Regions from separate parts of the Mus musculus genome. Here regions 2 and 3 are each linked to region 1. The links are chromatin contacts, called in public HiChIP or PLAC-seq and promoter capture Hi-C maps. All regions are on one chromosome and are shown on one strand. Each heading gives the region's core, a stretch centred on a gene start, on an enhancer-like site or on the middle of the called end of the contact. The rest is flanking DNA. Distances are from core to core; before and after follow the strand shown. Region 1 holds the start of Lonp2 (lon peptidase 2, peroxisomal). Region 2 overlaps Itfg1 (integrin alpha FG-GAP repeat containing 1). Region 3 overlaps Itfg1 (integrin alpha FG-GAP repeat containing 1).

Region 1 (3,398 bases), core at 251-2,750:
GAAACAGCTTGCATAGTCGGGTACAGCAAACAGTAGACAGTAAGAATTGAAGTTGCAAGGTTTTGGTGCTCCTTCAAGAAACACACAGATTAGACCTGGGTTTTGGTATGAAGTTCCTGTTTTACTCTAAAAACAACTTTTGTGTGACAATTACATGGTTCTGCACAGCTGTTTGGGGTTCAGTCTACAAGAGGCTAGACCTCTTGGCTGCCTGCAAGGCCATATATCATCCTGGAATGACTCTTTTTCTTTGGCCATATGTGTGACTCAGTTAAGACCCTGTCCTAGGAGACCAAGAAAATAATAAAATCAAAAAATTAATTTATTAAACAAAAATAAGTCCAGACATTAGTATGCACACAAAACACTTGTTGCTTTTAGGATATGTATGCATGATAAAAATAAATAAAGTTTTTTTAAAAAATATGCCCCAAGGTTTTTAAGATGGTCATAGTTTCCTCATAAAATACCTACCATGTTCAGAGCCCTTGGTCCAATCCCAAGTACCATTTTTAAAAAGACACCAGGAATCTCAGAGTATAAGTCCTCTACTCTCCAGATAAGACTCTTAATAAAAAGGTAAGTTATTGTATATATTTTTTCTTTATATTACTCCCAAAGTCTATCTCAAGATATCTACACAATGCATACTTGATGAGTGTGTCACAACCAAGATCATCACCTACCAGTTCACCCTCCCTCTAGACCTCAGTGACTCAGACCACAACCTAGAATCTATCATCCAAATTGTGACCTTCTACAAATAATTGAATGCCCCTTTTTTAAAAGTATCTGTTTAAAATACTAATAAAATAAAGCAAAGATGGAAGCAATATCACAGACTTAAGAGATCCAGGAGATAAACAAAGTGAAAAATTAAGGACGATAGTAAAACCCACCAGCTTGGGAGAAGGTCTATGGATTAGGTAATGGTAATACTAATTTCCTGGGTTATGTGAACCATGGTTATGCAACATAATAGGGAAAACCGAGTGAGAGGTATAGGATACTTGTTAAAATATAAAATCTATTCAATAAAAAGGTTTAAAAATGTCTAGTGCACACCGTCCTTCTCAACATTCCTTCCGAATTTAAATGCAGGCACTGTTCATGCTGTCTGTGCACCAGGTTTGCTTGTCGTCTGGCATCACTGGTTCAGAGAGAAGGGCTGAGCGAAGCGACAGAAATTGGGTATCTCTGGGCTAGCGGGGAGCGGAGGTGTTTAATGTAGGGACCAGCCTGGGGATGCAGCCAGAAATTGAGGGGTTTGGGTCTAGGGGCGGAGCCAGAAGCCGCTACGCTTTAGCTTTGGGGGGGGGGGGGGGGGGAGAGTGACAGACCGGAAGGCTTAGCCGCTGCGGCCTCCGGAAGGGTTGTGGGCGGGCCCGGAAACAGCAGCACATGGCCCGGGGGCGAGTCCGAAGCGTCCGGGCAGAAGTCTGGGAGCCTGGAGAAGGGGCGGGGCCGGAAGCGGCGGCAGGCCTGGGGACCGGAGCCTGGGGAAGGGGCGGTGCCGGAAGCGGCGGCACTCAGGCCTGGGGGCGGGCCGTCGAGTGACGGCTGCGGTGCGTTCGGCGAAGGAAGTGTAGAGTTCGTACTTGGGAGTCCTCCTGACACCTCTGGTGTTGACGACCAGTGGCCATGTCCTCCGTGAGCCCCATCCAGATCCCCAGCCGCCTTCCGCTGCTGTTGACCCACGAGAGTGTGTTGCTGCCTGGCTCCACTATGCGCACAAGTGTGGACACGGCCCGCAACTTGCAGCTGGTGCGGAGCCGCTTGCTCAAGGGCACGTCGTTGCAGAGCACCATTCTAGGAGTCATCCCCAACACACCCGACCCGGCCAGCGACACGCAGGACCTGCCACCATTGCACAGGTAGGCCCGCCGGGCACTCGGAGGGAGGCCCTCCGGGACTCGCGCCCCGGCGGCCTGTGAGCGGAGTTGTGGCTCAAGTCTCCCCAGCGTGAAAAGTGGGAGGGACGCTTTTCGCCAGTGACCGTTAGTGAGCCGGATCAGTCACGGAGCAATGCCTGACACGGGTGGAAACTCTGTGCAGTTCATTTGCTGCCTGTTGCTGGTGCTTATCTGATGTGAATTCGTGTCCTACATAGCCTTCTTCACCGCCCAGCGCCCGGGCCCCTCCCCCATACCACCTTTCACCCTGTCCCCTTTCTTTCAGTCAACCTCCGGTCATGTTCTCCAGCTGAAACATTATAAATCTAGATCTATCTATCTATCTATCTATCTCTCTCTCTCTCTCTCTCTCTCTCTCTCTCTCTCTCTCTCTTTCTTTCTTTCTTTTTCCTGCTCATGCCTAAACTACGCAGTTAACTTTTGGGTGCTTTGTTTTACATGTTGTTACCTATTTTCTCTATTCCCCGACGGCCTCCCCTTCATGAAGGGCCATTCCTGTTAGCATTTTCCTTGGGGTCTCCCACTACAGTCTTCCCAGCCTCTAGGCTCACCTTTGCTCCTTCCTGGCATTTTTATCTTAGGCCCGGGGGATGTCACTGGATAGCCCTGTGTCCCGGCTCTGGTTCGTTGACTTGGGTGGTAGATTTCACCTGCGTCTGACTCTTCCCCTGTGATTTCCCATGTCTCTTAGGTGTGTCTTGAAGGTCCATCTGTGCAGACTGGTTTGCCCCATGCTTCCCTGGACTGCACAGTGATTGTGCGTATAGAGCACTTGAAGTGTGCATGCTCTAATATGAGTTTTAACACTAGAGTGCATGTGTGCCCAGAAAGGCTGTCAATTCTAGGCAGCTCAAGGCAGTTGGTCACCCTAAATGTGTCATAAATGTACAGTGCACACTATAGTTTGAGAAAACGTGAATTTCCTTTTTCTTTTTCGAGACAGGGTTTCTCTGTGTGGCCCTGGCTGTCCTGGAACTCACTCTGTAGACCAGGCTGGCCTTGAACTCAGAAATCCGCCTGCCTCTGCCTCCCAAGTGCTGGGATTAAAGGCGTGTGCCACTGCCCTGCTTAATTAATGTTACATAGAATAAATGTTACAATGTTAATATTCTGACCACTTCACCTAAAATCACCTGTGGATACTAAAATCACGAGTATGGCTTGTATTTTTATTGGACAGTACTAGTCTATAGTGTGTCTTAGCAGATGTTATCTTTAAGCTCTTTTCTCAAGTTCTTGCTCAATGTATTGATACTGAAGAGCAGGTTGGAGAGCCTCCTTCCCCTCCTTATTTTCAAATGAAGGGTTCCTGGCTCTGAATGGATTTCATAAGTGTGACTGACTACATTAGACAACTTGGAGCTTTTCTTCATGTTTCCAAAGGAGGCCTGTAGCTCTTTAAAAACAAAATAAACAGTAAAGCATGAAACAAACGCACAACTCAATAATGGTTTACATTGTATCATCATGGAAAAAAAAAACTGA
Region 2 (3,245 bases), core at 304-2,803, 800 kb before region 1:
AAAGAAAACCCTTATTCATTATTGGTGGGATTGGGATTGAAATCTGGCACAAAAATTGTGGAAATCAGTACAGATAATTCTCAAAATTAAATCTAACACAAAGCTCAAATTAAATCTAACACATGATCCAGCCATAGCACTCCTTGATATATACCTAAAGCACCTGGCATTCTACTCTACCTATACTTGGTCAGCTATGTTCACTGCTAAACTATTCACACTAGCTAGGGAATGGAATGAGTTTAAATGTCTTTCAACTAATGTGTGGATAAGGAAATGTGGTTCATATATACTATGGAATACTATTCAGATATAAAAAAAATTCAAAATCACAAACTTTACAGGTAAATGGACTGAAGTAGGCAAGATGTAAAGATTATACTGAGTAATGTAACCAAGACTTAGAGAAACAAATGCTCTAATTTCAAATCTTCATAGTACATACACTGGGGTAATTGAAGAAACCAGAAACGTAAGAGAGGACCACTGTTGGAATGGGGGCCTTGGGAGGTGTCTCAGAACTTTTATATTGCTATGTTAAGACACCATGGCCATGATAACTTATAGGAGAAAGAATTTATCAGGTAGGGACTTAAAGTTTCAGAAAGTTAATAGTCCATAACTATTTTAGTTGAAAGTATGACAGCAGAAAGGCATGCAACATATAACTATAACTAAAAGCTCACATCTCGAGACAGCAACCAAGCATCAGAGAGAGAGCTTTATGGTATTGTCTTAGGCTTTTGAAATCTTAAAGCCCGCTGCCAGTGACACACTTTTTCAATAAGATTACACTTCCAAATCCTTTTCATAATCCCAACAATGGGGGACCAAGTATTCACACATATGAGTCTAGGGGGGCCAGTCTCACTCAACACACCACAGGGTCAATTGTGAAGAATAGCAGAGTAGAAGTGATCTAATGGGGTAAATGGGAAAACCATGAAGGGCTTTAGTTAGGAAATGGGGAGGGAGATAACAGAGAAAGAAAAAGGAAGGTAAAATAACAGTGAGAATGCGTGGAAAAGCCATAAGGTATTATAGGCAGCCGGCACCTAAAAGATGGCACCGGTTTCCGGTACACCGTGGCCGTAAACAACACCACAACACCACTGCGCAGGCGCTAGCCCGAATCTGGCGCCAACCCCTCCAGAGCGGGTGCATGCTAATGAAGTGTCGACAGGCCGACCAATCCCAGGAGGACACATAGCCCTCCCCAGTGCTGGGGTGTATATAAGCAGTCCTCCCTAAGTTCCCGGGGTTCCCGTAGCATCAAGGCGTTCCTGCAATAAAGCTGTTGAGAAGAATCCGACCCTGTTGCGTTTTCCTTGCTGGACGAGGTAGGTGTGACAAGGTAGCAACGATTAACTACCTATGTTAATAACTATAATAAACATAAGTAGGTATGTAACCATACATGAATGTATAGTTTAAATTTTTTCATTTGGGCTGACAATATTCCCTCAAAGAGCCAAAGGCCATTTAACAAAACCCCCAGCACTAGGCATGTAAAGCCTGTTTTTGAATTGTCTGTCAGGGTAGACCAAAAGACTACACAAATATTAGATGCTATTGCTATGTTTCCTTGGTTACTCAGAGGTAAGTTCCTACAGTTGAAGACACCTGTGCTTCAGAAAAAGGGCTCAGAGGTCCTTGAGCTGGAACTCACCTGAACATATTTTCTCTGAGTACTAATGTTATTCCGAACACTTATACAACATCAGTTTCAATTATTCTTTTATAAAAAATGCCTATTAATGATAAGCTCAATTAACTGTGGAAGATACTCTTCCACACTTCATAGCTAGGTGTTATTACTTAGCAATGTGATAAATTATTATGTGGTTTCAATTTAGAATAAAGTGAATTTGAGACACAACTGAAGCTTCACATTTGACATTTAACATGATGCATGTATCTCCTCTGTCTTATTAGCTTTATCATCACACTGTCAGATAACTTCCTCTTGAACAAAAACACAGGGTTCACTAACTGTCTAAACTGACCACACTCACTGTAACAGTAGCCAAAGTGATTCTGTTACTTTTACTCTGGGCATCCCCTTATGTCGAAGAAAGTACAGGGCCAGGTTATAGCCCAATGCATTCTCAGCACAATGTTATGAAAGCTCTTGGTACTCTGTGTAATAGTCTTTGCAAGTTTTCTATTAATCTATGTTGCTAGTCAAATTTAAATAGAAGAAACCCAGGAGTTGACATATCCATACTGCATAACCCTTGGGTTGCAAAAATTAGGTTGATCGCTGATGAGTAAGACTGGGCTGCTAATCTAAGTCCTAAAGTGTGGGACTTCTTTTGAGGGTTTTGTTTTGTTTTTTGTTTTTTTTTTTTCGCTTATACACTGATACATATATGGCGGTGTAAATGAGGAATGTCTCCTATAGGTTCATATATTTAATGCTTCATCCCACATCTGAGCAGTGTTTGGGGGTTATGGAACCTTTGGGATGTGGACCCTTGCTGGAAGAAACCCAACAGAACATTAGTAACAGACTAATGCTGTTCTCCCAGGTATACACTCAACTTTTTCTTATCTACAGTGTCTTAGTTAGGGTTTCCATTGCTTTGAAGAGACATCATGACCAAGGCAACTCTTATAAAGGACAACATTTAATTGGGGCTGACTTACAGGTTCAGAGGTTTAGCCCATTAACATCAAGGTGGAAAGCATGGCAGGACACAGGCAGACATGGCACTGCAGGAAGAGTTGAGAGTTTTATATCCTGTTCCAAAGGGAACCAGAAGAAGACTGTCTCTTCCAGGCAGCTAGGAGAAGGGTCTCAAAGATCACCCCCACAGTGACATACTTCAACAATGCCATACCTATCCGAAGAAGGCCACACCTCCTAATAGTGCCACTCTCTCGGCCAAACATACAAACCACCATAAAGGTATGCCACAATGGTATTGACAAAAAGCATGTATGTATATGTGTGGACACAGGCATCTCTGTACAGGAGAGGATTGACTTAGGGTTTTCTGCACTATTCATACATCTTAGACTTGGGAGGCAGTGGCAGGCGGATTTTGTATGGGTGAGTATTGCTATCACAGCAAGTTTGATTTCTAACATCCATGTCGGGCAGTTCACAAATGCCTGTAATTCCAACTCTAGGGAACTGAATAACACTGGGTATCACACATACACATACAAATTAAAAATAAAATAAATCTTTAAAAAATTCATTAAGTTACTTTCAGAATAAATCACTTAGGGGAAAGTTG
Region 3 (3,609 bases), core at 895-3,394, 890 kb before region 1:
CTGTACTGTAGCACATAGTTGCTTTGCATGGTTTGTCGATAATAGGCAAATCATGAACTACAACAAAAAGGAATATACCAGCAGTGTTACTGAGCAATGTGAGATGTAATCAGTTTTCACACTAAACATACTTACAGACTAGAGAAATTATTACCGCAGAGTATACAGAAAAATGTATTTCTAGCAGAGAGTCTAGAATAGATAATATTCCTCTTCTCACCCCTCATTCCCAAAGATGTTATGTGACAGTATTCTTTCAGCAGTAGACACTATATTGATTGTAAATATTTTACTAGAAGTAAGCCTCAAGGACTGCTTTGGAAAATGGCAGATAACAAGAAGGCATGATTTGCTAGAGTCTTCAGAGAATACACTGGGGAAAGTTGGAAAACATCCATAAAAAGGTGAGCAATGCTCCTAAATCTCTACTTTAATAGCAAAGTATAATAGGAATTTTACAAAACAGAGCAAGGGAAAAAATTTAGTGTCCATCCTGGAGGGGCTGATGCACCCGGGGAGCCATCCTACCTCTAGGCTATGCAGGAGAAACTCTGATTTAGCACTGCACACCAGTATTCAGCAAAGTGGAAACCTGGTTGAAGTTAAGAGTCTGTAAGGCAATATAGATGGGTTTCAAGTGGCACCCCTAACATCCTGAAGGACGTCCCAGGAGTGGTACAGTATTCATGGCCAGACGAGAGGTATGAATGGCCTATAAAAAACTTCCCACTCGTCGAATCAACATCTGTGACCAGTCTTTTACAAAGGACTACTTAGGAGTGTGACAGGCATTATGGAGACAGAAAAGAAGTTCTCAGAGTCAAGATTTGAATCATAAAGTAGGCAAGAACTTCACGGTAGAAGGAATGAACATTTACATGATAGCAAAGATAAGAAACTATGAGTAGAATATTAAAGATCTATGGAAAACTGTAAAAGATCAAACATATGATTCGCAGGCATACAAAGAGAATTTCATGCTAATGGCATGGAAAACATCAAGTTATAGCCGTCCCACCCTCCCAGCATTGCTATACTTTGATGGGAGAAACTGTTTTTCAGTAAAACGATAGCAGATCTCCCAAATCTAGGGGAAGAAGTGTCCATTCTAGTACAGGAGGAATTCAGAACACCAAAGACCACCAGAGTAAAACCTCCCCACATCATAGCTAAATATTAAGTCTACAAAACAAAGGACATGTTTTGAAAGCTGTAAGAGAAACAAGTAAATGAAGTAAATTACATAATATAAAGACAGTCTCATTGGAGTAACACTACATTTCACAGCAGAAACTTTCAAAGTCAGGAGGGCTTGGAATTCTGTTTTCCAAGCTCTAAAAGGCAAGGAATGCAAACTCAGACTACTACACCCAGCAAATCATGTCATAACTGAAAAGCAAAACAACAGATGCTCTGCTGACGACTTGGACAAAAGATAACACTTAGTCTGTTGGTGGAAATGTAACTAGTCCAGTCACTATGGAAATCAGTATGGAAGTTCCTCAAAAAACTAAAACTACAATATAGCCTGGGTCTAGCACTCCTGTGCATTTATTTATACAAAGAACTCTAAGTCAATACATCACAGTACACTTACTGCATATGAATGTTTACTACAGATCTTTTCACAAGAGATAAACTATGGAACCAACCAAAATGTCCAACAACAGATAAAGAAAATATGCTATTTATGTACAATGGAATTTCTTCTAGCCGTGGAGTTAACTTCAAGTAGAAATAAGTGAAGAGAATCTTATCACGGGAAGTAAGCCTGTCTGCGAAAGACACATATCCACATTTTCTCTCCCTTTAGGCCATGAAAGCAGAAGCAATCCTGATATCATATGGAGAGTAATGGGGAGGACAACAGGAAGATGCTCAGTGTGCACTTGTATTTGTGAGAATGTCTTCAGTGTAACACAGTGGTGTGTGCAGTGACTGCAATCCTGGTTTGCACTATACACGGTACTTTCTAGGCAACACACCAAGAACGTTCTTATTATGGCAGTGCTTGTGCTGTTAGTATTTAAATACTTCATTTTGAAGCTGGGGAGCAGTCTCAAATTGTGCTCATGCACTGTACTTGTGACAGTGCCTGCTTGCTAGTGCATTTCTACTGACTGGACACTGCATTCATATGTCTTTAGTTGTTCTTCTATGTTTAGTTCTTTATCACGTGTGCTTTCCTCTCTCTCCCAGTAGATGTTCACTGTTGCACTGTTTCAGTGTATTAAAGAAGCAAACACAGTGGAGGGCCAGCCAGCATAGCTATGGTAGCTCCAGAACAAAAAGCCCAGAGGAAATCAGAGCCTCTTTGTGAACAGGTATATAAAAGTTTATAGAGCATATGATTTTTAAGAAAAATGTAAGATAATATAGGACTTTAAGATATTGGTATATAGCTTTGATAAGTATAAGATTTCTCACTTCAAAATTAATAACACAATCCCGAGACAATAACCTTTTGATGGTGTGAAATGAATATTTTTTGAAGTAGAATTGCATTTAAGTTGCTAAAGTGTATATTTGAGTTTTAATGATTATTCACTCATGGAGATAAGTTTTGGGTTTGGAGCAAATGCCTGAGTAGTATGCCTGAGTTTACCACCATTGTTTGTCTTTTTTAATTTTTATTTTTTATTTTATTTTTTTAACCAGCATTGTTAAATAAGTTTTAGAACATTTCCTTAGCAGTGAAACTATTTGCATCTTAAGAAAGAATTAACAGACAATAAAAATATAGTATGTATAGAAATTAAGACTTAAATGATTTCTTTCTTGTAGTGATATATAAAAATATGAGTATAATATTCTTGTTAGAATTTTAGAATTTTCCTTAAAAGTTTTAGAATATTTTTGTTTACAGAATGCTTATATATTGATTTTTTTTTTTTTTGAGATAGCGTTTCTCTGCATGGCCTGGCTGATGTGGAGCTCACTATGTAGACTAAGCTGGCCTGGAACTCACAGAGATCTTCCTGCCTGCCTTTGCCCCATGAATACTGAGATTAAAGGCATGTGCCACCACACCCAGCATGATGAATTCTTAATGCTTATAGTAAGCTAAAAAATAAGCTCATTGTAGTGCAATTAATTTATGTAAGACCATTATATACTACAAAGTTGTCCACTAATACATTCTTTATGGTTATTACAGCAAGTCTGTTGATACTATTTCATGGGCAAGACTCTAGGATTTTCGAGAAAGAATATTATTTTAGGATGTATTCTTCGTGCAGGCAGTTAGACCTACTGTAATCTGCTATTGGTCACATGCACACATCCTTCAGTCATTTTCCTTTTTGTCCTAATGTAATTATGTTATAATATTTGTTGCAATGTACAAGTAAATTGTACTTCTATTAACATACATCATAAACCTCTTTCTAAATCTTAGACTTCTTATGCCACGTTTGAAATTACAGGACTGGTTTAGATTACACTATTAATTGCATTACTAGCTTCTACTTCTCCTAAAATGAGCTTAATTTATATGACTTACCATTTCAATCTTTAAGATAACTCAAATTACCTCTCAATGTCTGCTATTTCAGCTGAAAAATAAGGATACTGGGTTTGGTTCATAATAGTAATAGATGAAGAAATAAA

The links. Promoter capture Hi-C pulls out the DNA fragments that hold promoters and counts their contacts. HiChIP or PLAC-seq counts read pairs in DNA pulled down with a chosen protein or histone mark.
Region 2: a promoter capture Hi-C map of the HPC-7 cell line shows a contact between it and region 1. The contact joins the enhancer-like site here to the promoter of Lonp2 in region 1. A contact is called at or near these places in 17 of 39 promoter capture datasets (the 3T3-L1 cell line, 3T3-L1-derived adipocytes, the C10 cell line and 12 more), 1 of 484 Hi-C or Micro-C datasets (embryonic stem cells), 3 of 115 datasets of contacts at active chromatin or transcription factors (bone marrow-derived macrophages, hepatocytes and large pre-B cells) and 1 of 9 other capture datasets (adipose tissue).
Region 3: a contact with region 1 is called in an H3K27ac HiChIP or PLAC-seq map of cardiomyocytes, with 8 times the contacts expected there. The contact joins the enhancer-like site here to the promoter of Lonp2 in region 1. A contact is called at or near these places in 5 of 39 promoter capture datasets (cranial neural crest, embryonic stem cells, hematopoietic stem and progenitor cells and 2 more) and 4 of 115 datasets of contacts at active chromatin or transcription factors (the NIH/3T3 cell line, bone marrow-derived macrophages, cardiomyocytes and 1 more).

What each region holds. Positions count from the first base shown.
Region 1 is chr8:86,622,543-86,625,940 of GRCm38.p6, forward strand. Lonp2 (lon peptidase 2, peroxisomal) reads left to right here and starts at 1,501. Exons shown (of 15, transcript NM_025827.3): 1 at 1,501-1,874. The coding sequence starts at 1,642.
Region 2 is chr8:85,824,783-85,828,027 of GRCm38.p6, forward strand. The region is part of intron 5 of Itfg1 (integrin alpha FG-GAP repeat containing 1); the gene reads right to left. Among named protein-coding and RNA genes, the nearest start is that of Itfg1, 15 kb to the right of the region's middle. Within about 2 kb of position 1,554, at least 9 of the 459 cell types and tissues checked have an H3K27ac peak or open chromatin away from gene starts, as enhancers often do. A contact at or near this core is called in the HPC-7 cell line, where this site is marked.
Region 3 is chr8:85,728,592-85,732,200 of GRCm38.p6, forward strand. The region is part of intron 14 of Itfg1 (integrin alpha FG-GAP repeat containing 1); the gene reads right to left. Gm39214 (a long non-coding RNA gene) reads left to right here. Exons shown (of 5, transcript XR_879039.3): 1 at 1-2,324. Among named protein-coding and RNA genes, the nearest start is that of Gm39214, 4.0 kb to the left of the region's middle. Within about 2 kb of position 2,145, at least 6 of the 459 cell types and tissues checked have an H3K27ac peak or open chromatin away from gene starts, as enhancers often do. A contact at or near this core is called in cardiomyocytes, where this site is marked.